Linked DNA regions of Mus musculus: regions 1 and 3 are each linked to region 2. A link is a contact called in public HiChIP or PLAC-seq data. All regions are on one chromosome and are shown on one strand. Each heading gives the region's core, a stretch centred on a gene start, on an enhancer-like site or on the middle of the called end of the contact. The rest is flanking DNA. Distances are from core to core; before and after follow the strand shown.

The links. HiChIP or PLAC-seq counts read pairs in DNA pulled down with a chosen protein or histone mark.
Region 1: a FOXA1 HiChIP or PLAC-seq map of pancreatic cancer cells shows a contact between it and region 2. The contact joins two enhancer-like sites. A contact is called at or near these places in 1 of 484 Hi-C or Micro-C datasets (LSK cells) and 3 of 115 datasets of contacts at active chromatin or transcription factors (the NIH/3T3 cell line, microglia and pancreatic cancer cells).
Region 3: a contact with region 2 is called in a FOXA1 HiChIP or PLAC-seq map of pancreatic cancer cells. The contact joins two enhancer-like sites. A contact is called at or near these places in 3 of 484 Hi-C or Micro-C datasets (bone marrow-derived macrophages, cerebellum and granulocyte-monocyte progenitors) and 1 of 115 datasets of contacts at active chromatin or transcription factors (pancreatic cancer cells).

What each region holds. Positions count from the first base shown.
Region 1 is chr9:40,775,048-40,778,273 of GRCm38.p6, reverse strand. The region is part of intron 5 of Clmp (CXADR-like membrane protein); the gene reads right to left. Among named protein-coding and RNA genes, the nearest start is that of Hspa8, 25 kb to the left of the region's middle. Within about 2 kb of position 1,638, at least 50 of the 459 cell types and tissues checked have an H3K27ac peak or open chromatin away from gene starts, as enhancers often do. A contact at or near this core is called in pancreatic cancer cells, where this site is marked.
Region 2 is chr9:40,322,812-40,325,704 of GRCm38.p6, reverse strand. The region is part of intron 4 of Gramd1b (GRAM domain containing 1B); the gene reads left to right. Among named protein-coding and RNA genes, the nearest start is that of 1700110K17Rik, 9.2 kb to the left of the region's middle. Within about 2 kb of position 1,289, at least 83 of the 459 cell types and tissues checked have an H3K27ac peak or open chromatin away from gene starts, as enhancers often do. A contact at or near this core is called in bone marrow-derived macrophages, granulocyte-monocyte progenitors and pancreatic cancer cells, where this site is marked.
Region 3 is chr9:40,729,674-40,732,867 of GRCm38.p6, reverse strand. All of the region lies in intron 1 of Clmp (CXADR-like membrane protein), which reads right to left. Among named protein-coding and RNA genes, the nearest start is that of Clmp, 45 kb to the right of the region's middle. RefSeq lists an enhancer at 461-3,091. Within about 2 kb of position 1,912, at least 194 of the 459 cell types and tissues checked have an H3K27ac peak or open chromatin away from gene starts, as enhancers often do. A contact at or near this core is called in bone marrow-derived macrophages, granulocyte-monocyte progenitors and pancreatic cancer cells, where this site is marked.

The sequences.
Region 1 (3,226 bases), core at 389-2,888, 450 kb before region 2:
AGGGCATCAGATCCCATTATAGATGGTTGTTAGCCAGCATGTGGTTGCTGGAGATTGAACTCCGGGCCTCTTAGCCACTGAGCCATCTCTCCAGCCCATGATGCCATTTACAAGGTCACACTCACTTGACATTCTACCAGAACGTGCACTCAGGGTTTACGTGGTCTCTGAAGTTTCACTACACTATATTTTCTCTTTTCAAGTCTACAGACAATAATAAAAGGTGCTAGAATTTATACTGGCCAAGAATATAGCAGTACTTAGTTCCCCCCACCCCATTTTTAGTTTATTTAAAAAATATTTCTTTGTGACTCTAGCTGCATATATATCAAGAGATGGCCTAGTCGGTCATCACTGGAAAGAGAGGCCCATTGGACTTGCAAACTTTATATGCCCCAGTACAGGGGAACACCAGGGCCAAAAAGGGGGAGTGGGTGGGCAGGGGAGTGGGGGTGGGTGGATATGGGGGACTTTTGGTATAGCATTGGAAATGTAAATGAGTTAAATACCTAATAAAAAATGGAAAAAAAATATTTCTTTGAAGCAAGGTTTCAAGTAGCCTAGACTGGCCTCAATTTTTTTTTTTTTTGGTTTTTTTGAGACAGGGTTTCTCTGTATAGTCCTGGCTGTCCTTGAACTCACTTTGTAGACCAGGCTGGCCTCGAACTCCGAAATCCGCCTGCCTCTGCCTCCTGAGTGCTGGGATTAAAGGTGTGCGCCACCACGCTCGGCCTCAAATTCTTTATATAAGAGAATGACATTGAATTCTGGATCTTTCTACATCCACCTCCTAAGTACTGGAATTATAGATATGTACCACCAGGCTAAAGAACCATTTTGTTGTTGTTGTTGTTTCAATACATAATCTTCCTAATAACTGGTATTATTATTATTTATGTGTGTATGTGTGTGTGTGTGTGTGTTTGAAACCCAGCCTTGGTTTATAGCCCAGACTGATTTTGAATCTATGATCCTCCTGACTTTAAGATTTTTACTAACACCATAGCTTGAAATAAAAAGGGCAGATGTTCAGTTGACACGAAAGCCAGCTCATACGTTTTCAGTGAAGACCTTGTTAAATTTGTAGGACAACTGATACTTGAAAGGGCAGAAGTACTTGACAATTTGTAACTCGATGATGGCAACTTACAGCAGAAAGATTCCTATTCCAGCTAAACAGGTGACCACAGAAATCACAGATTTTGTAGAACATTAACTATTTTGCTGCCTGCCCCAGCAAGCTTCACAGTCTCCAAGTTAAAGTGTCTTTGTCCCTAATCTAATGTCTCAAGTGGCCTTTGGACCAGTTTTAACATCTTAACAGTTCTTTCTTTCATTAAGTGATAAAGTAGTTTTTGGTTGATTGGTTGTTTTTTTTTTTAAGCTTGCTTTCTTTCTTTCTTTCTTTCTTTCTTTCTTTCTTTCTTTCTTTCTTTCTTTCTTTCTTTCTTTCTTTCTTTCTTTCTTTTGTGTGCTGCATGTGGGGTGGTGCTGGGTAGGCACGTCCCCTCCCGCCCCCCAACTCTCCAGTGGCTGCCACAGGACAACTAAAGGAAGTTGTTTCCTTCCTTCCACCATGTGAGTCCTGGACATAGACCTTCAGACCATTAGGCTTGGTGCCAAAGAGCCTTATCTGCCCGAACACTCTTACTGCCCGTGACTCACTCGTAGTAAATGAAATACAGACGTGATCAGAAGTAATGGCAGGTCACATCTGAGACTTTGGTTATACAAATCAGTACAATTCTCAGTTCTCAAGTCTCTACATCTCAAACGCCTGTGTCAGGCCGCATCTCATCAAAAAGCTGGGGGAGAGGGGGCTTGGAACTTTCAGGTCATGAGGGAAGCCAGCTGTGAATTTGTTTTTTTGTTTTTTGTTTTTTGTTTTTTTTTTCTTTTTTAAGAGAGCCTATGTGAAGAAAGAAGGCCTGCACCCAACAGCCACTGGGAGCCATTTTAGAGGGTAGCCTCCAGCCTCCAGGTCTTGCCACGTGTGCAGCACAGATGACAGACACTCTGTGTAACCTCTCCTGAGGAGACAGTGAGCCTGACTTCCCAGCTAGGCCACTTGCAGAAACTGAGACTAAGAAGTTTTAAGTGCAGGGGGATGGGGTGGGGACCTGAAGGGATGGCTCAGTGGTTAAGAGTGCTAACTGCTTCCAGAGTTCTGAGTTTAATTCCCAGCAACCACACAGTGGCTCACAACCATCTGTAATAGGGTCTGATGCCCTCTTCTGGTGTGTCTGAAGACAGCTACAGTGTACTCATACATAAATAAGTAATTATTTTTTTTAAAAAATGTTTTGTGCCAGGCATGGTGGCTCACACCTTTAATCCCAGCACTCAGGAGGCAGAGGCAGGTAGATTTCTAAATTCAAGGCCAGCCTGGTCTACAAAAGTGAGTTCCAGGACAGCCAGGGCTACACAGACACAGAGAAACCCTGTCTCGAAAAACCAAAAAAAAAAAAAAAAAAAGTTTTAAGTGCACTAAATTTGGGGTAATTTGTTCTACAGAAATAGATACAGATATTCAGGTTGGTTTTGTTTTGTAACTTGGTTTCTGATGTCTTTTACTTAAAACAGTGTTTAGTAGTCCCCAAGATGGGAAGGCTGCTGTCCTTGGCAGGCTATCATCTTTGTGGTCTATAAGCTTCAGAGCTGGTTAAGGCTATTGATTGCTTTTCTCCCTTGGCATATTTATTTATTTATTTATTTATTTACTTTGTTTGTTTGTTTTGAAACAGGGTTTTGTTATGTAGCCTGGGCTGTCCTCGAACTCACTATGTAGACCAGGCTGGCTTCAAACTCAGAAATCTACCTGTTTCTTTCTCGTAAATGCTAGTGGAATTAGAGGCATGAGCCACCACGCCTGGCTCTTTCCTTTCTTTAAAAAAAAAAAAATTAAAAGAAAAATTATATTACCAAGTAGCTCCAGCAGCTATCAAATTCATTATCCTCCTGTTCCAAGAGCTAGGATTACAGAATGTACCAAAACACCTGACCCTACTTTTTTGTTTTAATATATATATGTGTATATATATATATATTAGTTTTTCGAGACAGGGTTTCTCTGTATAGCCCTGGCTGTCCTGGAACTCACTTTTGTAGACCAGGCTGGCCTCGAACTCAGAAATCTTCTTGCCTCTGCCTCCCGAGCTCTGGGATTAAAGGCGTGCACCACCATGCCCGGCTTAATATATTTTCTAAAAGATTTATTTATTTAATG
Region 2 (2,893 bases), core at 40-2,539:
TTGCTGCATGTTTTAAGGCTCCCTACCCCCTCTCTCTATCTCTGTCCTCCCTCAGCCTGATTCTGATGCTCTGACAACCTAAGCACTCACTCAGCTTGATGACAGACATGCTTCTTGGCTGAAGGATTCAAAAGGAAGGACGCCTGTCTGCAGTTGAACTTGACAGACCTCTGAAAGTCCTCCGGGACGACCACTGACACATTCCTTTCTGCCTGTACTGGCTGCTGCCCACTCTCTTCATGGTTCTGCTATATACGCACCAGACTCGGTGTTCGTGCAGGAAGCAAAAAGGAACGGAAGCAGAGGAGGACATAGAAATGACAGGTGGACACAGGGAAACCAGAAAGTTTCCAGTCACTATAGCTGCAGGTGCTAAGAGGTGTGCATGAGGGTTGTATAGCTGATAGGCTCTGGTTTCACTTGTGCAAGAGTTAGCTCCTATAGAGGTTGTTGGTTAGTAACTGCTATAGTGGAGAAGCAGGGTGGATACAGTACCCATGCAGGCTGGTTGAATGAACTCATCCTGTCCTTTCTGTTGAGACAGATGCTCCAGTTCCCCGTTTTCCAGAGCCCAGTTATTAGTGTTGTCGGTCAGTTGCTCTCTGTCTAACACCTTGGTTTCCCTTGGGTTCCTTCTGACCCTGCCAGTGCATTTACCCTGGACATTGGCCGAGTCGCCTTGGCTGGGACTGGAATCTATGACCTAGGTTCTCCGAGAGCCACCTGTTGGGTAGGGTTACTTGCTGGGTTCTGGTTGGCTAAGTACCTTCTCTGAATGCTGTGGCTATGCCTTATACACTTGTGTTTATCAGGTAAAGCTCCATTGACCCCTCCCCTCTGCACTACCTCCTCCTCGTCTACACTGCTTCCTTTGGGAGGCTCGTTGTCTACCCTTGTTGTTTTGACCTGTATTCCCTTAGACCTACCTTTCATCTCCATTGCTGTCTGCCGGCTGGCTGGAATCTGACCTCCATAGAGGATCCTGGTGTCCTGTTCCTCTTTCTAATCTCTTTCCCGCTGTTATGAGTTAGCTCACCAGCTATGATGCCTCAGGTTATACCCCTGGCACTAGGAGTCCTTTAGATAGATGCAAGCTTTATACTTCCATGCGCTGGGGGCAGGCTAGAGTCAGGGCTCTACAGAGTTCTGACTACTGTAGGAGAGTACCCAAGACCTGGTCAGGGACCCTGGGTGTAATTTAAGAGGAAGCCAGTTTCTACTGTCACCACCAGTCTGTAGGAAAGCAACTCTTTGTCCCATGACTAGCTAAGAGGAAACTGTCTGCAAAATAACAGATTAGCCTGACCTGAAGAGTTGAGTCACAAGAAGGGAAGTGACATAGGGACAAGACTGTTGAGGGTGAACATTGGGGTTAGGGTAGCGTATGAAAACCTGTCATGTGCAACTGTCTTGGGGCCCTTCTTGCCCTTCACCCCCACAGCTGACAAGCTCATTTTCTTCAACAGGGCCTCCAGCCTGGGAGTACAAAGGTGTAGCCCCAGTGGTCAGGATCTTACAGGGTCAGGCGATAGGGCTTTGGAACTATAGGCAGAGATGAGGATGGTCAGACTCCAGCTTGAAGGATTACCATCTGCCTTTTAAATGTGATCCTTCCTGTTCCCGGTAGGTATGGGTCTTCCTGAGCCCCAGGTGGGCAGATAGACCCTCCCGCCTTATGTCTCACTTCTGGGGTGTTAATGTTTCCATAGCAACTTAGGGGCAGAGCCTAGAATAGGGTAGCCGCTAGCTTGAGACAGCACCCACATTGTCTGTCACCGTCCCCTGCTAGGAAAGCTGGCTTTAAGGAAGGCGAGAAGGATTGGTACCAATCCTGGGAATGACAGGGCAAGCCTACCTAGCATCAGCCAGAGGACAGTAGGACAAGGCTTTATAGGAGTTGCAGGTGTTGGGGCAGCCGCAACAACACACCAGTGCCTGGTATTTCCTCCAAGGACAGTCCTCTTCCTCTACACCCATCTGTCTCCCACCTATGATTTTTACCCATGACTTTGAAGAATCTTCCTGACTGCTATCCCATGGCAGTCAACTCTAAACTTCACTCTCCCCCCGCCCCCGTCCCCAATGCTCCCTCTTCAGCACCCTCTGCATTGCACCCATGCCTACCTCATGTTTAGTCACCTTTCTCCTGTCTCCTCGTCCCACCCATGCCTGGCTTCTGCCTACCGCATTTGGCTGGAGCACTGGGATTTTCTTTGTGGATCTTAACTTGTTTCTTGCTAGGTGAGGTCAGTGCTGAACCCCAAATCCTCTTCCGTCCTGACCAGGCTCTCTCACCCCCTCCTTTGTGCTAAACCTGGAGAAAGGGTACCAGTTGGTCCCAGCACCCAGTGTTTGCCATAGAGTTAATGTTTAACTAAGGGCAATTCCGGCTCCTGGGATCCTGGCCCTGCCCTGCCCTGCCCAGCCCTTGGTGAGAGGGTGGAGGAGACAAAGGCTAATGCAGACTGATACTCATTTCCTATGACATTATCTCTCGGAGTTGAGTGTAAACTGTCCCTGTCTCATCCAGATAGTAACCCACTCGACTGTCCTGTGTCTATGACTAGATATCAGTGTTCCCAGGGAATTTCTGTTAAGTACCTGGAGCCTCCTGGAACTATCTATAGCACCTGTATCTTGGGTGTGGTATGGACCTGAAAAGAGATACTGTGATCGCCCTGGAAATCGGAATTGTGGAATCCACCTGTCACAGAATTTGAGGACCACTGATGCATAATACACTGAACTTGATCTTTTGATAGAGTCAGGGCAGCAACTAGGCTCCAAGAAGCCAGCCTCAAGAAAGTAGGGGTCTGTACATGCATGTGTGTATGTCGCGTGTGCATGTGTGTGCTCTTGAGTGTCTGTCTGTCTCTGTCACCCTCTATTTCTG
Region 3 (3,194 bases), core at 663-3,162, 410 kb before region 2:
GGCCTTCCAGTTCGTTCCCCTCGCCCCACAACTTTCCACTATAAAAACACTCAGGTTGAATCATTTCTTTGAGCCTTCATTTCCTTGCCAATGTTCTGATGTCAGAGAAGACATTAAATTTAGATGCTTTTCTCTTGATCATCTGTCTTTTGTTATAGGGACCTGGCTAAGAACATGGAGGGGTAAAAGGAAAGTTATTATTATTTTTAAAAATTTTTTATACTTCCTTTAGAAAGACTTCTCCTTTCCACCTCCAGCAAGTATTATGAATAGTTTTTTTTTTCTTTTGCAATAACATACTGAGGGGATTAGGTCATTCTTGGTACACAGGCCAAGAGGAGCCAATGGGGGTTTAAAGCAGGGGGGCTTTAAGTCTGAGTCTGTAAAGCTAGCATATGAGCTGTTAGCACTGTGACAGATGCCACACAGGGAGGGAGGGAGGGAGGGTTTGGTGTCGTGGAGACCAGCTGCAGTGTATCTGAGGGTCACATTAAACAACGAGCTGTTTTTGATCCTCTGAAATTTTCTGTTTCTGAATTATCTCAATAACAATAAAATACCTGGGGAGATGATCAAACATCTTTGCGTTGTTTATATAGATATTCTAAAAAATAAGTTATGTCTAGGGAAGGGAAGAGTGAGTAAGATTCAAGGTTAGTTCCCAGCACCTACCTTGGGTAGCTCACAATCACTTGTAACTACATCTTCAGGGCCCCAATGGCCTCTCTTGGTCTTTGTGGGTGTCTGTACTCCTATGCGTATGTGCGCGCAAACACACACACACACACACACACACACACACACTCACACACACACACTCACACACACACACACACACACAATTAAAAAATAAAATGAACTTTAAAAAAAAATTAAGTTATGCCTGTAAAAACCGCCAACTCTGTTTTATAAAGCCTGTTTACTATAGATGTTGTGGTCAAGGCTAAAGACCTGCAATGAATGTCCCAGAGAGCTCAGAACCCTGGCTCCTCCTTTAAACATGGATTCCCCTTTCCTTAGCCCCTCCCTTCATAGCAGCCCAAATCCTGAACAGGCTTTCCCTGACACCCGGGCTTTCTTACTTTCTGACTTCCACTCCTAGTTTCCCCGCTATTCCCCTGTTCCCTTTCAGCTTACTTGCCATGTTGTTTTTCTGTCAAACTTTAATAATAAAATTGTTCTAGAGCTTCCTTCTGAGTCCGTTTTAAAATTCTTTTATTAATGAGACTAAGAACGCAAAGGGAGATCGCCGTTTCCCTGGCAACAGATATTTCAGGAATGCAGACCAGGTATGGGGTTGTGGAAGAAGTCTGCAGTAAATTTCTACCTCCAGTGTAACATTTCATGGCTGCAGCCCAGGATACCGCGTTCAAGAAATACCGAGTGCAACGTGAAACCCAAAGGGTTCTTTTAGTAACTTACAGTAAAAAGAACTGGGCTTACGGGCTGGAGAACGTCTTTTGGCTCCCAGCGTGACAGGCTGCTAAATTAGACTGTCAGGGTTTGTCCTCCTTCCAAACCAAGTAAGTCAACCGTCTGTGCCCACCTTCCTGAGTCCCATGTGCGTTTCTATTCAAATCCTTCTCTAGAAAATCAAATTAGAAAGCTCAATTTCTGTAGCTCACAAAATTGTGCCCCACACAGAAGAAGGAACCGGGAAAGATTCCGAGTAAGAGACAGGCTGGGGAGATGGCCATCTGCTAAGAACCAGCGGTCTCTCCAGGGTCCCGCTCCGGTCATCTGCTGGGTGTTTGATTTGGCAAGAATCTGCAGAGAGGGCGCGGGCCTTCCTATCCCTGGAGACTCAAATTGCAGCAGCCCGAATTCCCGTGCCTCCTGCAGCCTGCAGCCTCCCTCCCGGAGCTGCCCTGCCATGGCCGCAGTTTTATAGATCTGCAAGGCAAAGATCAGAGCCACTCCCGAGGGTGGCCACCCGGGCTGGGCTGGGCTCCTCCCTAAACAAAGAGTCGCAGAACTCTCGGAGCTGCAGGGCTTCTGCGCTGGCGGAAGGCGCCAGGCTGGGTGATTGAAACCACATGTGCGGGAGGTCTGCGACAGCTGGGGGCAGACACCAGGGACCGGCGGCGGCCGCTGCTGCTGTAGCCTCTAGCGTTTCTTTAGTCCCTTGGGTTTCCAGCTAGAGCGACTGAGAGCACTAGACCACAAGCATCCTGGGAGGAGCACTTCCCCCAATAACAAAATAATTAGAAACCCCGAGGCCTGGGGTCTCTGCTTCCAAATGTACTGGACAGCATCAGACAACTTCTTGGTTTCTCAGTTGTGAAAAAGGCCCTAATTACCCTCCCAGGACACAGCAAAAGGGATGAGTCGTATTTGTGGGTGTGACGTCAATTTAACAAGGATAGCCACTACGCACGTGCACACGCACACGCGCGCGCACACAGGCACCCCAAAGTACTATTGACACTTATAAGCCTTTTTGAAGGTTTCACATACTCTATTGTTGTTGGGGTTTTTTGTTTTTGTTTTTGTTTTCGAGACAGGGTTTCTCTGTGTAGCCCTGGCTGTCCTGGAACTCACTTTGTAGACCAGGCTGGCCTCGAACTCAGAAATCCGCCTGCCTCTGCCTCCCGTGCGCCACCACGCCTGGCTCTCTATTGTTGTTGTTATTGCTATTATTATTATTTAGATTTATTTATTTATTTACTATATGTAAGTACACTGTAGCTGTCTTCAGACACACCAGAAGAGGACATCAGATCTCATTAAAGATGGTTGTGACCCACCATGTGGTTGCTAGGATGTGAACTCAGGACCTTCGGAAGAGCAGTCAGTGCTCTCAACCGCTGAGCCATCTCTCCAGCCTTATTATTATTATTATTATTATTATTATTATTATTATTACTACTACTAAACACTAATGTCTTCCTTGACCCAGGCCCTTCAACCCTCTCAAATAATTATTATTTTTGTTCTTGTTGTTTTTGTTCTTTGAGACATGGTTTCTCTGTATAGCCCTGGTTGTCCCAGAACTCATTTTGTAGAACAGACTGGACTTGAACTCAGAGAGCAGCCTGTCTATGTCTCCTGAGTGCTGGGGTTAAAGGCATGTACCACCACCAGCAACAAAATATTTTTTAGATTTACTTTTAGTATTTTATGTGTACAAGTGCTCAACATATTTGTACTTGGTACCCGAGGAGGTGGTCCTATGTGACAAGTAGGGCTCTTAA